Regions from separate parts of the Mus musculus genome. Here regions 1, 2 and 4 are each linked to region 3. Evidence: chromatin contacts called from public promoter capture Hi-C data. All regions are on one chromosome and are shown on one strand. The core of a region is the stretch at or near the end of the contact, and the rest is flanking DNA. Distances in the headings are between cores, read along the strand shown.

Evidence for each region. Promoter capture Hi-C pulls out the DNA fragments that hold promoters and counts their contacts.
Region 1: a promoter capture Hi-C map of liver shows a contact between it and region 3, with 9 times the contacts expected there. The contact joins the promoter of Olfr958 here to the promoter of 1700110K17Rik in region 3. A contact is called at or near these places in 4 of 39 promoter capture datasets (cranial neural crest, hippocampal neurons, liver and 1 more) and 1 of 115 datasets of contacts at active chromatin or transcription factors (embryonic stem cells).
Region 2: a promoter capture Hi-C map of the C10 cell line shows a contact between it and region 3, with 4 times the contacts expected there. The contact joins the promoter of Olfr970 here to the promoter of 1700110K17Rik in region 3. A contact is called at or near these places in 1 of 39 promoter capture datasets (the C10 cell line) and 1 of 115 datasets of contacts at active chromatin or transcription factors (bone marrow-derived macrophages).
Region 4: a promoter capture Hi-C map of stem cell-derived epiblast-like cells shows a contact between it and region 3, with 4 times the contacts expected there. The contact joins the promoter of AW551984 here to the promoter of 1700110K17Rik in region 3. A contact is called at or near these places in 6 of 39 promoter capture datasets (the 3T3-L1 cell line, the C10 cell line, cranial neural crest and 3 more), 1 of 15 datasets of contacts at CTCF or cohesin (large pre-B cells) and 1 of 9 other capture datasets (embryonic stem cells).

Annotation. Positions count from the first base shown.
Region 1 is chr9:39,549,499-39,554,523 of GRCm38.p6, reverse strand. Olfr958 (olfactory receptor 958) reads left to right here and starts at 3,655. Exons shown (of 1, transcript NM_146330.1): 1 at 3,655-4,593. The coding sequence starts at 3,655. The coding sequence ends at 4,593.
Region 2 is chr9:39,817,465-39,822,309 of GRCm38.p6, reverse strand. Olfr970 (olfactory receptor 970) reads right to left here and starts at 2,669. Exons shown (of 1, transcript NM_146611.1): 1 at 1,734-2,669. The coding sequence starts at 2,669. The coding sequence ends at 1,734.
Region 3 is chr9:40,330,288-40,335,162 of GRCm38.p6, reverse strand. 1700110K17Rik (RIKEN cDNA 1700110K17 gene) reads right to left here and starts at 1,691. Exons shown (of 3, transcript NR_040728.1): 1 at 1,576-1,691. Gramd1b (GRAM domain containing 1B) reads left to right here. Exons shown (of 20, transcript NM_172768.2): 3 at 1,508-1,718.
Region 4 is chr9:39,601,456-39,605,912 of GRCm38.p6, reverse strand. It overlaps AW551984 (expressed sequence AW551984), which reads left to right and starts at 2,261. Exons shown (of 20, transcript NM_001199556.1): 1 at 2,261-2,386; 2 at 2,602-2,698.

The DNA of each region.
Region 1 (5,025 bases), core at 2,406-4,905, 780 kb after region 3:
AAATCTTTAATCTATGTCAAATTGCATTCTGTTTGTGACAGGGTAAGAAATTATTTCCACTTTGATTTTGAAAAATACAAATATCTGGTTGTCCCAAGGTAGTCAGTTATTACTAGATCACTGTCGCCTCTGCTGCTCTGCAAAGCCCTTTTCTGCTTGGATTTAGCATATCGGTTCTAGCAATGGAAGGTGGCAGGAGTGGTTGAATGACGTTGAGATTGTAAACAGCTGTGCCTTCCATCCATCTCGATGGTATTCTCCACTTTGTAGTATTTTGGTTTGATTGCCTTGGAGAAGGCAGTTTACACTTTATGAATCCATACTGTCACAGGTCTCAGTTGGATAGTAGCCCAGAGTTCTTCCCTAGTGGGCACTTCAGGGATGATTGAAGTCCCAGTTCCCAACTGGCAGCTCTACAGCAACCTTATAAGATTTTCTGGCAGAACTCCTGATATGCAATTAGGTAATGCCTGGATTTCCAACCCATAAAAGTGGAAGATAACAGATGCCTTTCACCCACTAAGATTTTAATTAACTAATTGCACAGTTGGAATAGAAAGTATTTCATGTGAATATTCATACTTTATGTTTATTAGTTTTTATAAATATTTGTTGCCTTTTTAATAACTTATTTTTATTGAGTGCTTCATATTTAACGACTCCACATATAATTCTGTTTATTTTCCTGCACATTATTTGGGTAAGTTTCCATTTTTCAGAAATCATTTTCAGAAAGCAGTATTTTTCAGTTTTTTTCAAATAGCTAAATATTGGCAGTCAATCTTTGGTTTTCTCTATTTCAATATCTTATGTTTTATTTATTTTCAGTTGTTTGAGAATATGAAGTTTGTGTTTTTTTGGAAAAGAAAAATCAGATTATAAATATATAAAATTCATACAAAAGAGGGTTAGGTTTACAGCAATTTTTCTTATTTATTGCTGATTTTAATATATTTTGACTAATATGTATACATATTTAATTCTGGAAAAGTCATGTGTAGATATATTTATGCTTTTGGAAGTCAGTTTTTCAGTTGAAAATCATGTTTATTAGGAAGTCAATAATTGGACCTATATTTCCAAATCAAACTAATAGAAAATCAGAAGTATTTTAGTCAATTGCAATTATCATGAAGGCCTGCCACAAACACTTAGCATAGACAACCATCCAAAATGAAGTGAAGTCTTGCATCAGGATTGTTTTTGGGAGATAGCACAATCATGTTATCACTGTGTTCTCATGTGGAGAAACACGGGGGGTGAGAAACAGGAGAGAAAGCAATCTGGTGATCCTTCCTTGTATATGAGAATATTGCTTCTTTTGGATCAATCACCCTTATAACCTTACTTAACCTTAATCAAGTTCCCTCTCAACAATATAATCTAATAGTTTTGGGTATTTTCTGCTTATAGTTTCGGAAGACCCAACTGAGTCCAGAGTAAGAAGTATGAAAATTTTATTTGAAATTGGGCATTAAAAAAAAAAAAAGACCAAGGTATACTGCTGACACTTGACTACTTAATATTATGTATTTATGCTGAGGGATGATATCTATGTGGATCCCAGACTGAATTATAGTCATTATATTTTTCTCTTTCCCTAGGTCAGTCATGGAAATAGCATGTCTGTATATGGCTCTACATTTTTAACTTTCATTTTATTATTTAAAATAATTTCAAAGTAATGCCACTAGATAAGGCATTATCCGAACAACCTTAGTTGGAATTGTTACTAGTATCTGATTATCCTTTCTGTTCAGAAACCTGTTGGAATAGCATACATTCACTGACTCTGAAGGGCTCCAAAATCATTTAAATTTCCATATATGAGAAAATAATGAGGTTGCCTGGAAGGCAGTTTTGTGGAATACAGAGGCACATTCAGTTTTTTTTTGTAATTGTCCCTGTTTCTTGGCTAAGAAGAACTTTAGTGAGCATGAGAGAAGATCCCTCAGTGGTTTCTCCAGAAATCTCCAATTTCAATATGAATCAACAGCCATGTTAAGACCAATGGACAGAAGCTTAAAGAGCACACTTCCTTCTTGTAAGTCATGTTAAGTGTCATGTTCACATCTGCTCATAGTGCATGTTATCCATAGAAGAGAATCTGAAATGCTTGTTTACAAATGATCTCAGAATCCAGGATTTATAAAATCATCCATTGATAAAAAAATAAAATATAGCAATTTCTTTCTTTTTTTTTTTTTTTTTGATCTTGCTTGAGAATCAGCTCACAGATACCTTTCTTAATATTTCCTTTTACAAAGAATTTGTACTTGATTCAAAATGCCTAATAAAATAGAAATTCTCAATAAGCCTGTATTTAGATAGGTTTATTTGCATTTCTATTAAATGGATGACAGGCATTTGGAATGGATATGATAAATACATGTGTAGCTCTCATTTGTAACCTACTTATTTTCCTTCTTTCTTTTCTTCCTTCTTTCTCTTCCTCCCTCCTTCCCTCTTTCTTTCTTCCATCCTTTCTTCCTTCCTTTCTTCCTTTCTTTCTTTCTTTCTTTCTTTCTTTCTTTCTTTCTTTCTTTCTTTCCTTTCTTTCTCTCTTCCTTTCTTCTGTAGAACAATAGCAAGTGTTCTCCAGTTACCAGAGCCAAAATATTTAGTGGATTGTAGCAAAAGCATAGTATCAACTACTTTACAAGGTTACTTGGGAACATAGCTATCTGATCTTTCACATAAGTATGTGAAAAGGAAATCAATTTATCCAGTTCTTTCTAGGCACTGAACAATTTTATCTTGAGAGCTTTAATTTCTCAGCATTTCATAATGCCAAGTATTATACTTTCCACTATGGGTATAGTTATACATGACACAGTGTACTCCTAGACTTCACAAATATTTGTATATGCGTGTGTGCTGATGTGCACAGTCAGAAAGACACATTAATCTTCCATTGCTTGCTAAGAGGGCAAGAACACAACTAATGTTTGTGCCTGGTTCAATAGGTGCAGCAATATGAAAATGACATCACAGATAACAAAGTGAAAAGACTGATATCTACAAAAAAAATTTTAGATCCTAATTTCTCCCATTAACCTGGATTTAGCTGAGTTGCTTATCCTAGCCAATGCATTAGTATTTACTTTATTCCAGACCTAAAGCATAGACATTCTGTGAGAATTAAGTGAACTGAGATTAAATAAACATGTTTTAAGCAGTTAACTAGTGATCAGTTAATCTTACTTCATGAACAAAGGGGTAAAATGTAAGGCTACTATTAATAGTGGGTTGCAAATAAAATGGTGTTGAAATTGTAGTTCCTGACTCCAGTGATGTGAAAAATTTTAAATTATTTTGAGGCTTGATATTTCTCTGCCATGGCGAAGGAGCAGCATATATTTATGTGGATATTGTCCTTACTTTCTCAAACATGATCTTTACTCAGCGTTAACTTAACAAGAAACGTCTGCACTTGGAATCAATACAGCAAAACTATTTCGTGGACAAAACATTCAGTTGGCTATGGCAAGAATTTTTGTAATAACATTTTCTAAATTGGATTATGAGCAATCTTTCTGTGGCATAGAGCCAAACACACTGCCAGTTGCATTTCATTTTCTGATCATGTGCATTCTTTAGCCAAGACTTTCTCCACCACCGATGCTTCTTCTTCCTCTCCTGGAGCTGCCTTTCATGGAGATAAAAAACTGCTCAGTGGTGACTGAGTTCATCCTCCTGGGGATCCCACACACAGAGGGCTTTGAGACTCTGCTTTTTGTGTTATTCCTGCCCTTCTATGCCTGTACCCTAGTGGGAAATGTATCTATCCTTGTGGCTGTTATTTCCTCAACTCGCCTTCATACACCCATGTATTTTTTCCTGGGGAACTTGTCCGTATTTGATATGGGTTTCTCTTCTGTGACCTGTCCAAAAATGCTCTTTTACCTTATGGGACTTAGCAGACTTATCTCCTACCAAGACTGTGTCTCCCAGCTCTTCTTCTTTCATTTTCTTGGGAGCATTGAGTGCTTTCTGTATACAGTGATGGCCTATGACCGCTTTGCTGCCATTTGTCACCCTCTTCGGTACTCGGTCATCATGAACTCTAAGATCTGTGTGGCTCTAGCTGTGGGCACATGGCTATTAGGATGTTTCCACTCCAGCGTCTTAACTTCCCTCACCTTCACTTTGCCTTACTGTGGTCCCAATGAAGTAGACCACTTCTTCTGTGACATACCAGCCATCTTGCCATTGGCGTCTGCTGATACCTCCTTAGCACAGAGAGTGAGCTTCACTAATGTTGGTCTAGTGTCCCTTGTCTGCTTTCTCCTGATCCTTCTGTCCTATACACGAATCACAATCTCCATCTTGAGTATTCAGTCAACTGAGGGGCGTCAGCGTGCCTTCTCCACCTGCAGTGCCCACCTCATTGCTATCCTCTGTGCCTATGGACCTATAATCACTATATACCTACAGCCTACACCAAACCCCATGCTGGGAACTGTCGTGCAAATTCTGATGAACTTGGTAGGTCCAATGCTGAACCCTTTGATCTATACTTTGAGGAATAAGGAAGTAAAGATAGCCCTGAAAAAGATACTGCATGGGAAGGGGTCAGTTTCTGAGGGTTAGGAAGAATCCATCATCATCATCATCATCATCATATCATCAAAATCACTTGTGTGATATAGCATTGATCTTGCCATTATCAATTTTGCTGATATATCCTTAGCATAGAGAGTGAGCTTCACTAGTGTTGGTCTTTTATTAGTTTAGCCTTAGTTGTTGTTTTTGCCTTTTTTGGAAGTAATATCTACTCAGAAAAGAAGGTCTCTCTCACAAAAGCTTCATCCACTATATGTGAGACAATCTTAAGCAGAAAGACAAAAAGAAAAAAATATAGTAATTGAGCAAGAATATTGGCATACCTCTAAAGAGTATTGGCACTTTCATATATACATATATGTATATATATATATGTTTTTCTTGGGTAATAGTTTTAAATATGATAACAACAGTTGACAAATGTAGTTATGATTTTTAAAATTAATTTTTTTCTCTTTA
Region 2 (4,845 bases), core at 1,420-3,919, 510 kb after region 3:
GTTTCAAAGAAGAAGTAATAGGGTTTAATTAGGAAAGGGAAATAATGGAGATTTTTTTTCAAATCTCCTTCTCTGTCCCTATTGCAATATTTTCTTTTGCAGATAGATAGTCTTTTTTAAAATATGAGATATTTAATATTTCTGACCAAAATGGCAACAACCAGAAAAACAACTTTTATGAGTTTTTTTCTAAATAAGAAAAATATTTCAGGTGTATGCAATGGTAAATAATGCACTTCTCAATCTACTGGACACATACCTAAAATATTAGAAAACACAGACCCATATAAGAACTTTTGGTTTTCCACTCTGCTCTAGAGAATTGCACATATGTGTGAATTCCTGTTTAGAGGTGTGTATCTCATCCACTGCAGTTTTTTGGGAGTGGGTATGAGCTAAGTCACCACTCATATAACTTCACGTCCTTTAATACTTCCCCACACTTAACAAATATTAGGCATTATATTATAGTGTCAGGAAATAAAAGAAGCAAATTAATAGATAATGGACTTGAGGTGCTCCTTGTAGGCTAGGATGTCTCCAGGCCACTTGGTGATTGTCTGTTTCTCACAGACCCAAATAACCTGTGCAACCTGCTATATGATTGTGGCAGAACCTTCCCCTACAGAATAAAGATTTCAAGAAACCAATCACTGGGCAATGAGTAGGCGGGATTTCTGGGTTGATAGAGGAAGAGGGTAGGGGGGAGAATGACAGTTAAGTAGCTTAAAGCATTAGGATGCTAGTTTCTGCGCACAGCGATTGTGTTTCCTGTTGATTCTAAACTAAGATTGAGTGGTGCCTTCCTTCACACTATGACTTAACTGGGTTCCAACTAGCTATGGGAATTTGGAAATATGGGGCATGCATGGCTACAGCCCACGATGGAAATTTTGTGAGCTGAGTGGAGAGATTTCAGAGTTCTGATTCAGAGAATCTGCTGGGCTGCAAATAGGCCGGCCTGTCTGCCAGTGCCATGCTGTCAGTAGTATGGATTACTTTTTAATATTTCTTGCAATACATTGTATTGATCTACAATTAACAAAAATTAGGTATGACCCTCTAGCTGGGCTTCCTTGTCTGACCTCAGGGGGAGAGGATGTCCCTAAAACCACAGAAACTTGATGTGCCAGGGCAGAAGGATACCCAGGAGTGGCCTCCACCAACTTAGAGGAGAAGGGTAGGGAATTGTTAGGGGGATGGATCATGAAGGGAATGACCTGGAGATGGACAGCAATCAGCATGTAAAGTGAGGGGGAATAAAAGAAAGAAAAAATTTGCATATTTTACTTTTTAATAAATTTATTATTTTTGGATATCACAATATCTGAATACTTTAGAAATATATTTCATTACAAATGCTGGCTATATAGACTATTGAGATAATCAAAATTTGGGCAAAATGTATTTATTCTCTGCTATAAGATAAATATATTTCACATAAAAGGAACACTGTTCTAGATACATAAAACAGAATCATTCAAAAGAAGGCTTATGAGAGTTCACAAACTGACTAGTGTGATGCATGCTATAATAAGCAGATGGTTCTCTATATCCCATATAGATGTTGTTCTTCATATGTCCCATTGACTAAAACTGTCCTGCCCTTGTCAACATTAAAAAAAAACACACAGTGATGGCAATAATTTCACATCATTAGCTATACTTAGCCCTTTCTACTGTTTGCTAGCTCTCTAAACATGAATATTAGTAAAGAAATATCAGTCTTTTTTTCATAAGAAAAACTTTCTTTCAAAGAACTTATTTAGAGCAACTTTGACATCCTTATTTCTCAGGCTGTAGATCAAGGGATTCAGCATGGGCACAACAATGGTATAAAATACAGAGGACACTTTCCCTTGGTCCATGGAGCTGACTGATGATGGCTGCAAGTACATGAATGCAAGGGAACCGAAGAAGATAGCAACAGCTGATATGTGTGAGCTGCAGGTGCTGAAGGCTTTGGACCTGCCTTCAGTGGATTTAATCCGGAGGATGCTGGCTATGATGAAGATGTAAGAGGTTAAAATAGTCAGAGTGGGAATAAAGATGTTAAAAACACTGAAACATAAAACTACTACTTCATTAATAAAAGTATCAGAACAGGGGAGTTCCAGGAGTGGAAAAAGATCACAGAAGTAATGATTTATCACATTTGCCTTACAGAAATTCACTCTTAACATGCAGACTGTGTGAGTTGTGGCACCAATTAAAGCTATACTATATACCCCAAATATCATTGAGGAACAGACTTGAAAGGACATTACAGCATTGTAAAGCAAGGGGTTACAGATTGCAACATAGCGATCATATGCCATTACAGCTAACATGTGACACTCTGCAATAGCAAAAGTAACAAAAAAGTAGAGCTGAGTCATACATTCAGGATAGGAGATGATGTTCTTCACTGTCACAAAGTTCACCAACATTTTGGGAATAATGACAGTGGACTGGCAGAGGTCAATGAAAGACAGACTGCTGAGGAAATAATACATGGGTGTGTGAAGGTGAGAACTGAGTAATATCAGGATAATCATACCCAGATTCCCCACCACTGTGACCACATAGATTGCTAGAAAGAGGAGGAAGAGGGGCAGCTGCAGCTCTGGTTTGTTTGTTAACCCAGCGAGGATGAACTCAGTCACTTCAGAAAGATTTCCTTTTAACATTTTCTTCTCTGGTTTCTATGTTGAAAGAGACAAAAATGCAATAACTATCTAGTATTTTAGCATATACTGAGGTGTGAAACAGTATTCGAGCTTTCACTTTGGTAAGCATCTTCAATTTTCTGACAGATAATCTTAAATTTTAGAATTTGAAGCATTGGACTGCTTAACACATGCCAGTTATAGTTAAAGATAAGTTACTTCTGTCTGTGAGTATATTTTTTGCTATGAGAATATTAGGACTTATTCCATGGACAATGAAAGACTGATCAGATGCATTCAGTGGAGTCTGCTAAGGAGTGTCCATGACTCATTTGTCCTTCTCCCCATAACTCTATAGAGAAATACATTTTTTCTATGTTACAATAAGAGCAGCATTCACCAAAGGCAAAAGACCACCACAGACATCCACAACTGTTGCTATACTTAATGGTGGCAACCTAAAACCTTTCTCCATAAGACAATGAACAACTTAAGTAAGTTGTACTTTCATCAATATAACAGAACCCTAAGGTAATCAGGTGGAAACTTCAAATCAAAAGGGATCTGAATTTGAAAGTACATAATGAAAATACCTTTACATGTATATGGATTATTTTTTTATACATAAAATTCGAAGAAATCCTTAAGAAAATAGCATGGTAATTTATTTAACAAGCCATCATAGACTGAGAACAAAGATCATTAAGAAAACTTAGAAAACATTAAAAAAATCACTTGAAATATCATAAAAAGTGTTAAAAACATTTAACAATAAATTAAAGAAATATAAAACATTTCACTTGAAATTATCAACATTGTTAAATCATTACATACATGGAAAAACCTCCTATCTTCATGAATCACAAGATTCAATCTTGTGTAACGGCAATACTTCCCAAACTGGTGTAATAGTTCAGTGTAATGCTAATGAAAATCCAAGATACTTTCATTACCAATACCAATATATTGATCATATAATATTCACTGAAAAGCAATGTGGCTGGGAATGTTCAGAACAAACCTGGAAATGAATAACATTTGGAGTTTCAAGATTTCCATTTGAAAACTTACTAAACATTCCAATATTCTCATAATATTGGAATGCCATGAACTATAAGGAAACTATCAATGCGTAAAGAAACCCTATATCTTTATGTTGTTGAAGTTATGCATTTCATAAAAATTCAATGGTGAAGACTATTTTCCAACCAATGGACAAATAGATGAAGTTACATAATAAAGTACATTTTTACTTTTCATAATAAGAGAAATGGATGATATCACTAAACATAATAGTTAAACATAACATTTGAAAAAATGCAACAGTAGATCTTCATGCCCATGAAATTTGTGATAGTTTCCTGGATAAATTTGCATAATCAGAGACTATAACCAAAAAAAAATTATTCGGGCATAATTAAAATTAAAAATAGTTTCTGCCTTAAAGGATATCCTAGATTTATGAAAAAATAACATAGTCATTGGGAAACACATCTCAGTATTGTATCTAAGGGAGAATAGAATTAAAGAACTTTTATATCTTATTGTTTAAGAATACAAATAGTTTAGATAAAAATAGCCAGATAATTTGAATAATGACTCTTCTATTTGAAATACATAAATCACCAACAATCACCTGAAAATGTATGTACCATCAGTAATTATTAGAAACATTTAAATAAAAACCAAAGTGAAACAAAATTTCACATTGGTTGGAGGGGTTACTATAAAATGGTAACTGCTGGATCCTGTGCCAGAATGCTCCACACCCAAATACCACTGGGAGAGAGACAGAGTCCCAGGAGTGTGGACACACCTGTGAGCATAGGTAAGACCACCACCTCTGCTCAGAGGCACCCACCCAGAGCCCCCAGGACACAGGAACTGAGGAGCAGCATGGGATAGGGTCCTTCCAGGTTCCTTTTGTGCCCTGAGCTAATCCTGTGCTACAGCTCTCAATACCAGATACAGTCAGGAGAGAGCTGGATCCCTAGGAGTATTGACATGCCTGTGAGCACAGGTAAGACTACCACTTCTGCTTAAATCCTGGCCCAAGAAGGACCTGCCCAGAACTATCAGGACACAGGAACCTAAGAACAGACAGGGACAGGATCATTCTGCACCACAGTGCTGACCCTGGGCCACAGCTGTCCATACCCAAATTCTTCCCAGAGAGAACAGATCTCCTAGGAGTTCT
Region 3 (4,875 bases), core at 442-2,941:
GTTCGATCCCTGGGACCCACATGGTGGAAGGAGAGAACTACCTCCCTAAAGCTGTCCTCTAATCCCCACGTGTGCGGCGTGGTATGTGCATCTGTGCATGTACACATAGTGGAGGTCATGTGCAGAGCTCCCGGCCCCACTCCATACAGATTCACACTCTACCTCTTCCCCCTCCCCAATGATACTGGATGGGCTGCTGGATGCTCTCTCTGTATTGAGTTTATCCAGGCGGTAGGGCATGGTACTCTTTACAAATGTCTCCATGGAGCATCTGAGGTTACAGCTAGATCTTCATGTAAATGTCACTGTCCCGAGGCAAGGCCAGAATGTGGTATGGCACAAAGGCTTCCTGAGTTAGTCTGGCTCCTGAGCAGGTGGGCAGGATCCTGCCCCTCCTGTCACCTTGGTCTGGGGCCATGTAATCTCCCAGGATGTCCCTTCCCATTTCCACTGTCTCTTTCTGAGGATTCTTCCCTCCCTGCCCAGCTCTTTGATTTCTCTGTTCTCTGAAAACAGAACAAACTGAGTTCATTCTTTCCTCTCCACCCTTTTCTCTTCACCTCTTCTATTCTATTGAAAACACAAGCTAAGTTTCGGTCTTTACTGTATTAACAGATTGAATGCCTCGGTATAACTGGATTTAGTGCCATGGGAAGTACAAGGAACTTTTTAGAGGTGAATTTTGGGTAGGAGGTATGAGAACAACCCCCCCCCCCCCCCGTAGACCAGCAACATAACTTACCAGGCTGCTATGAGTGACTTACATCTGTAGCAAACTCTGAGGCTAGCCCTGGGTCACTTTCTCCTCTCTATCTGGCATTTAGCTTCATCTTTTAAATGAAATGGAAGGATAGTGGCCGTTATTAACTCAACTGAATGTCCTGGCACATGGTACCTGTGCCAGCGAGATGGCCAAGCCAGTGTGGCCTGAGTTCATTCTGCAGGACTCACACTGTGGAAGGAGGAAACAGACTCTGGCAAGTTGCCCTCTGACATCCACAGGCATGCCCATGGTACATGCATGCCTGCACACATACATGCAAGATAAAATAACGTCGTAATTTGTAAAAGACATGCCTATGAAATAATATATATGTGAATGCTTTGAAAAGCGGAGTTGTTGTCACTATGGGCAAGTGTTGAAACAAAGCATGTATAAAATGAACTGGTGGCATTGAGAGATTCTTTCAGGGTCTAAATCATCTTCCCTAATAGCTTTCTACATGTAGTTAAAGCTCAAACAGGATTGGATGGGTGAATATTTAAATACTTGACTGCTTGTTTCTAGTCCCAGTTCCCTTTTCACACCGGCACTACTGCCCCCTGCTGGTCAGTAGCAGCATTACAGTGCAGCAAGTCCCTAGCTGGGTTGTCTCCTCAGCCTGTTGCCTGGGCTCCCTGAGCTGGCTCCTTTGCATGGGTCTGTGGCCGACCGTCACTCACAGCCTTCCTTCCTTCCTTCCTCTTCCCTCTCCATCTCATTCCCCGTCTCCATCTGCCCCTGCAGCACTGCCAGTAACTCCAACCGCAGCACGCCAGCCTGCTCTCCCATCCTCCGGAAGCGGTCCCGCTCACCAACACCACAGAACCAGGACGGAGACACCATGGTGGAGAAGGGCTCAGATCACTCCTCGGACAAGTCCCCGTCCACCCCGGAGCAGGGTGTGCAACGCAGTTGCTCCTCACAGTCTGGTCGGAGCGGTGGTAAAAATTCCAAGGTGAGCAGACGATGCTGGGGACTTGGCAGCCTTTGTTAGCTGGTCGCAGGAAGCTACTGGGTACTCATGTGACCGAACAGCCCCGTGTCTATGTGATGAAGTCAGGACAGGTCAGCGTCAGCAGGGGAGACTCTTGATGAATTGATTCCTGGTTAATCATTCAGGGAGGGTCCCGAGTCATGCGCCCCTTCTCCACCCCGCTCCCCATCTCTCGGTAAGCATCTAAGGAACTTCAAGACCCTTGAGATATGGAGGAAGCTCTGGTGAGCAGGAGGTGTCGCCTTTATAATCCTTCGTTAAATTTGGCCCTTTGAACTGGCAAAGGAACGTTATTTGGGACAAGTGTATTGCCAGGAAGAGCGAGTTCAGGGAAGCTTCCGGAGGGCTATTTTTAACCTCCTCCTTGGCCATCACCCCGCCTTACCTTTGTCCCAGCCCATGCCCTACTCATCTTGCAGAGAGGATAGTCACAGGACTTTTCCTTCCCTCTCAAGCTTGTCTTGGGCTCCTGATCCAAGGATTAGCATAGAGGCCTCCCTCACATGGTTAAGGTTCCCCAGAGTTCTCCTTCGATCCCCAGGCCTCTGGCAATCAAGAGGTGCCTCTACTCAGGTGCTCCTAAACCAACGGGAGTCGCAGGGCTTGAGAAAGGGGACCCCTCGGGAGGCTTGGGAGAAACCCCACTTGAACTTGTCTTTTGATTTCTTGTTCTTCCTCTTCTCCCCACTGTTTTCCAAACACCTTTGCATGCATGGTCTTAGTCTCACAAGCGCCTCTCAAAAGTAAGCCATCTTTTGTCTCTGTCTTTTAATCTCCCCTCTAGTATTGAATTGTCTGTAGTGCTCAGCATCCCTCCTTCTACCCCTGCCAATTCTGCCCATATGTCCTGCTTGGTCCCTTTCCCAGAAGGGCTGAACCCACTGTTCCCCACCCCCACCCCTTGGCAGGCTGGCTTGGAAGTCACTGAGGGACCACGCCCACTGCACCTGACAACAGAGAAAAGACTCCACCTCCCACCCCACTCCACCTGCACCCCATCCCCTTCCCGAGTCTGCCTGCTTCTCAAACACTACCACTAGTGGGAATGTGTCTCCCTCCTTGCGTGGCACTTTGTAAAACGCAGAGTCCTGCAGGAGGTAGTTCCGTCCCTGTGGGCGTGGAGCCTCCACTCAGTCACTCTGTTGTTTCATGTGACCCTTGGATGGGTAACGGTGGCCTCCCTGGCAGAAGTGAGGAAAGACCTTGATGAGATCTGCCTAGTTCATCTTTTCCTCCACCCCTGAGAGCTACCTGGCAGGGCACCCGCTGCGACTTGCTTGTACCGCTCTGGTACTCATTCACAGTGTGCTTAGAGACCTGGGTTTTGATTAAAGAAGGTACAGTACCAGAACCTTGGAGGGTGATGACTGACAGTACCCACCAGGCTCTAGGGAGGGAGACGTGCCAGCCTCTACCCAGGGCCCTCGGATCTCCAGTGGTGAGCTCAGTGGTGAGCAGTTGGTCGCAAGGCAGTAGGGCCCAGGAAGTCGATTGTTGGGAAGAAGTGCCAACTTCAGTCAGAGAGACAACTTACAACAGGGTCTGTGAGTGTCCTCAGGGAGGACGGTGGCACACCACTATCCACTTCCAATGGATGCAAGAACAAGAAGCTCCACAGCCAAGCCTTCCCACTGTGCCCTTCAGAGGCAGACCTGTGACTCTCAGTATTTTATGTGCCTATTGCCAGTGGGGGGTGGGGGGCGGCAGCCTGGAGTGAGGAAGCCAGTGGGAGTCCTCTGTGGGTGTAGGAGGCTGGGCAGGTTCCGGCATGCCTGATAGCTGGGGACAGGAGTTGTACAAGACCTTTTGTCGCTACGCCAGTGCCCGCCCCTCTGCCTTAGTTGAAGTGTGTACCAGAAGGCTCCAGGCTCATCTGGGAGAAGGAGAACCCAGCTTGGATGTGGGTACCAGGTTACTCCTCCTCACCACAGCTGCTGAGTCTTTAGTCTTTCCCGTCCTCAGGTGAAGTGTGCAGCTCTTTCCTCCAAGCCTAGCTCATTCCAGGAGCAGCACCGTGCTTACTGACAGCCTGACAAGGAAGGACCACATTGCACAACTGCACTGGGGATCCACCGTAGTCACCCTGGAACATGCGAGTGTAAGACACGTAGACCGCAGAGGATCTACACCAGAGTCACCATGGGAAAAGGGTTCAATGCAGGGCCCCGTGACTGGACTGCACGCAGGTGCTGCAGGGGTACGGCCAAAGCGTCTAAACCTGCTTCCCCTAGGCGCATCCTTTCAAGGTGGCCAGGTAGAGCTGCGTGGAAGCTCTGTGAGCTAGAACTGTTCTCACTACAACTATAGCTGGGCCACCCATAACCACCTCCTGCAAAGAGGCTTCACGGTGTCTCCCCCCCCCCCCTTGCTGACCTCCATTTTTTTGTTTGTTAGGGACAGGAAATCATTAAGGCTTCACCTTCCTCATCACAGTTTCAGGGGTAGAGGCTGATTCTTTCTCCCCGCTTAGAGTAGGGAGCTACAGACCTCAGGGCTGACCGTCACTCCCAGAAACCAGTGCATTTGGGCCACAGTCAAGCTGCACTCAGTAGTGATGGCCTGTGGCCACTAGGGGGAGCCAGGACATGCTTTCCTGCCCCCTCCAGCTCCGGAGAGCTGCTTGCTCTCTGCCCTTGCAGGCCTGCCAAGTAGATAGGGCCACTCAGTGCTTGGCTTCTGCCGCGCAGCTTAGCTCTCTGTTGGTGCTTGGCGGTGCCCGGTGCTGTGACCTTTCACCTTTTTGTTCGTTTGTTTATTTGTTTGTTTGAATTCTAATTTTTGTGGTTTTTTTTTCCAGTATGACAGACTTAATCTGATCAAAGTAAGACATTGTTTTGTTTTGTTTTGATTTTTTTTTTGCCTCCCGGCTCCAGTTTATGCTTAATGTAGAGCTCCTGGTCCCAGTCTCCCTTCCCCTTTCCCCCTTCCCCCTTCCCCCTCATCAGCTCGCTTTCCAGACACCTCAAGCCTTTGTTCTAGGAGATGCTTTTCGATGCGAGGGCTGGAAACTGCTCTAAGGTAGTCTGGGTATGTTTCTAGGAGCCTTGCATTCTGTCTGGTTCTCACTTGTCTGATTCCTTGTAGAAAAGGCCACAGAGACCCAAAACAAGTCCTCCAG
Region 4 (4,457 bases), core at 1,012-3,511, 730 kb after region 3:
AATGTGATAGTTTTGCTTTATTTTCTATCTTATTCTGTCATATTTTTGGTTGGGAAGAAAGAAAGAAAGAAAGAAAGAAAGAAAGAAAGAAAGAAAGAAAGAAAGAAAGAAAGAAAGAAAGAAAGAAAGAAAGCTGGAAAGGAAGGGAGGAAGGAAGGAAATGACTTGTGTGAAAACTGAAGGTTGGGATAAAGAGATTATTAGACAGTCATGAACAGAGTTTAAGCATTATTTTTACAAATGTCTAATTAAAGTTAAGAAAGAAGAATATACAGAAAATGGAAAAGGTACAATATTAAAGGCTGGTAGCTTTCTGAAGTGATGAAGAGAAAACTCAGTGTCCAAGGACATGATAGATGCTGGGTAAGAAGTGACCAGAGTCACTTTCCAGCATCCAGGGGCCTCTCTGAGTTACTTGGGGGAAGGGCAACGCTTTCTGCTCCTGAGGCTTTAATAGAGAAACAGTCAGGTGATTGCTCAGCTGGCAGCTGGAGGAACACAGTTTGGGACTTCTGAACTAGGAGAGATGGGAAAAGAGAGAGTGAGAAAAGAAAAAGCAAAACTTAAAAAAAAAGACAGTGAGGAAAACAGTTTCAATGACAAAGATAAAAATGAAAACAGGAACATATGTAAGGAAAGTGTAAAAATGGTAAATGAGTGCAAATGTCTACTACAATAAGGGAAAACTGTGCTCTTTTCAAGACAAAGAAAACAAACAAAAGAAAAAGAAAAAGAGAGACAGGAAGAGAAATGTCCCAATGGCTTGTTATAAGCCAATTTTTATGAGGTCATATTCTCAATCAAGATTTCTTCTTCTCAAATGACCCCAGCTTATGTCAAGTTGAAATAAAACTAGCTAGTACTGTTGGGTAATCATATTCCTATCTCCTCTTATTGACAAAATACAAATTCATATACCAGTGCCTTTCATATATACACAGATGTATGTACAATATGTATGCATATAAAGTGACGTTTTTCTTTAAAGGTTTGATCATTGGACTCATGAAAAACTTTAAAATGGAAAAAGTAAATTACACATTGTTTTAAAATAAAGTTTGGATTTATGGTTAACTATAAAGTTCTATTTATTTGTGTATATTTGCCATAAATACTCCCCAATTCTGCTTCTTACAAGATGTGTGTCATGTCTCCTCTGTGGAAGACAAGTTCTAGGTTTTTATTTCAGCACAATGGAGGAAGAAATCTGTTTAGTATGCCAGGTTTTGGCTTTTGCTGGTAGATAGTCCAGCAGACAGTGAGCAGCACCAGATGTGATTTCTACAGTGTGTGCCCTGAACGGAACATAACCTGGGGATGGAAGCCAGGATACCTCAACTTCAACTCAAACTTCAAACTTCGAAGCGCTGATGTAAACCCATTGGTAATTAAATTTGTTACAGAAGCACCGCATTTCCACACCGGGTCTTTCTGTTGTTACAATTTTAAATGTTCACGTGAAGAAGGATTTGCCTGCCTTTGACTTTGCCTGGTCTGTGATCCATCCTCTGCATCTTGGAAATTTAACAGGGATTCTCTTCCTTGCAGATGCTTCAGTCATAGAGTTGCTATGTTACAGCAGAGCCAGAGAGGTGGGCGTGTTTTCCAGGAAAATTAATCCGCAGCTGTTTTCATTTTTCTTGACTCACAGCACCGGGATTTCTGGGGAAGGTAAGAGCCAGCGCTGCAGACATCCCTCTCCCAGCTCTGAAAACACCCAACCACTCCCATCCCGGACATTGCCTTCCCTTCCCCGGCTCCACTTATTCAGGAGGCCCATCCCCCTTTAGGGGCTTGCTTAAACTGCAAGAGCCAAGTGTGGGGAGTGGGTACTTGTGAGTGATTTCTGCGCCATTGGAAGTTTATCGGGATGCAAGAATCCTTTAATCATCTAATAACCTCAAGCAAGTCCCTCTTGTTCTCATCTGTCTTAAACCGTCTCTTTCTCTACTTCCTTAAATCTTTGGCGCCTACTTCTTCAAACTCTGAAGTTCCTTTCCTTTCAGTCAATTAAGTTATCAGCTTTATGTAAAATTGTGCCATGGGAGTGCAGTTAGAACGAAAACTGAAAACTGATTGGAGCTCTTAAGTTCTTAAAATAAATAAATATCAGGAAGTCTTGAGGTGCTAAAAATCAAGAGCAGACAATTGAAAATTGAAATTACCCCCCCCCCCAAAAAAAACTATGTAAGCTCCCCTTTCCAAGTCTCCTCCATGGTTAGCTTCTAGTTCCCAGCAGCCAACAGCAGGGGAGTGGCCAGCTGTTTCTTCACACTCCCGCCCCCTTCACTGCAGTTGTTCTGCCCTGAGGGTCCACACCGGAGCTGATCCCGGGTGACTCACTGAGAAGCCCTCGGTCTTCCACGTCCACCACCAGCAACAACAGGTTCTTGGATCTTGGTCCCACCTGAGGAAACTCTCTACCTTAGATAGACACTTTTCTCATTTTTTTTTCCCCCCGAGAGACAGAATGGAGCCTTGCCACAATTGACTGTTTATATGAGAAAGGGTGGAGTGGTCAGGAAAATCCCTCCGCGAGCGAAATTTACTATGAGGTTAGATTCAGGAAATAAAGGATATTTGTTTTGTTTTTCACTACAGGTGACTGTGGTCTGCCTCTCTCCTCTCAACCTCCTGCAGTGGCCACTGCCAGCCTGAGATCTCTGCTGCCAGACACAGTACATCTTTCAGCCCTTGGGTGAGTCTCCTGCTCTAAGCTTCCTATTGATATTAGGCATTCTTTTCCCTGGCCTCATGCCTTTCCTATACATTTTGTCTTATTTAAAGGACGCCCCCCGCCCCCCGTATTTTTTCCTAGATACTCTGTGTTTTCATAAATTATCATCTGTTGCAATTCTTGCTTTGCTGTCAAGCGGTAAAACATTTTAACAGCCAGGATTTATTCCGCAGCTGTTGAAGAATAACAAGTTGAGCCAGAATCATAGCTGCTGATTTGTGGGAGTGGGTGTGTGTGAGTGTGATCAACATGCAGATTGCGCGCTCGCTCTCTCTCTCCCTCTCCCCCCCCCTCTCTCTCTCTCTGCGTGTGTGTGTGTGTGTGTGTGTGTGCCCGCGCGCGCGCACGCGCTGCCTATACTAAGCAAATGCTGTATCACTAAGATACGTCACAACTCAGATTTGTAATTGCTATTAAAATGAGGATGGTTGGCCCAGGAGTAGCACTGTCCACTGCTTTGGAAGCTTTGAGGTAGGGCTGTGCCACAAAGAAAGACAAAAGCCCTTATTTGCATAGTTGTAGGAAGGTGGAGGTATTTAAATCAACTGCCCCTTCAGCCGGTTCATCAGCATCAGAGCAACAGTTGTCCTGAGCATGCTGTGTGTTCCAGGCAGTGCCGCTTCAGCTCCAGTGAAAAGTACCTTTGTTGGTGCCTGCCACTGCAGCTCAGGTCATTTTTTTCTCTTTTCTTTTTTCTTTTTTCTTTTTTTTTTTTTTTCACAACGGGGGAAGAGAAGCTAGGTGATGATGATCAGATACAGAATGCTCTCGTGGAAAAATTTACACCCATCATAGGTGTTAGTGCAAAAACGGTGTTCACTTGCGTGGGTTTTTAGTCTCTTTAATAAAAACATTAAGAAAGAAGCTGACTTAGAAGGAAGTTCCAGGATGGTTATATTAGAGTTGGAGGAAAGAAAGACAAACCACTTGGCATCTGCTAGAAGGAGAAGAGAGGCTATCCATGCCCTTAATATAGGCATTTATGTGGCTGTCAAAGGAGAGTTTGGGTCTATAGAGAAACATCTAGAAAGCTTGCCCTACTACCATAAGCCAGTAGGCAATAGAGTCCTGTGTGACAGAAGCTCTGTGAACTCCACATTGTGGGAAGGCTAACAGTTACCAGGGTAAATTATCTCGTTAAGAAGACAGTCCTTTCTCTTTAGCTGGCTACCTTTTGGAGAGGCTCCTGACCTGGTGACTGACAAGCCCAACTGTATTAACTCGTAAGATAAGGATAACAATATATAATGTATGGCTCTAACCAGGGCCTTAGGTACAACTCAGATTTTATTCTTTTCACCTGGAAGAAGTACCTCTCCTTTAATTGCTCCCCCACCACACCCTGCAAAGCCCTCATACCTCCCCATTTTCACATGGTATTTTCAATCCTGAAGTGGGGCCAGGCTCATGTTTCTCTTCCGAATGTTACCAAAGCCATCTGAAAGGGAAGGGTTCATCATTCCTGATGGACTTCAGGGTCCTTAGAACCTGCATAGCTACCAAACAGGGAGACTCAAACAACATACGGACTCCGTGATAGGACAGTCATGGCCATCATAAAGCATGAACTCCTTCCATTTTTTTTAAAAAACCATAACATGTTCTAGCTTTAAAAAATATTATACTATTATAGAAACGAAATGGGATATCTTACTTTTAAATTGAGCTTATGTCGCATTTATCTTATACATGTGTAAATTAGAAAAGCTGGGAGGTGACC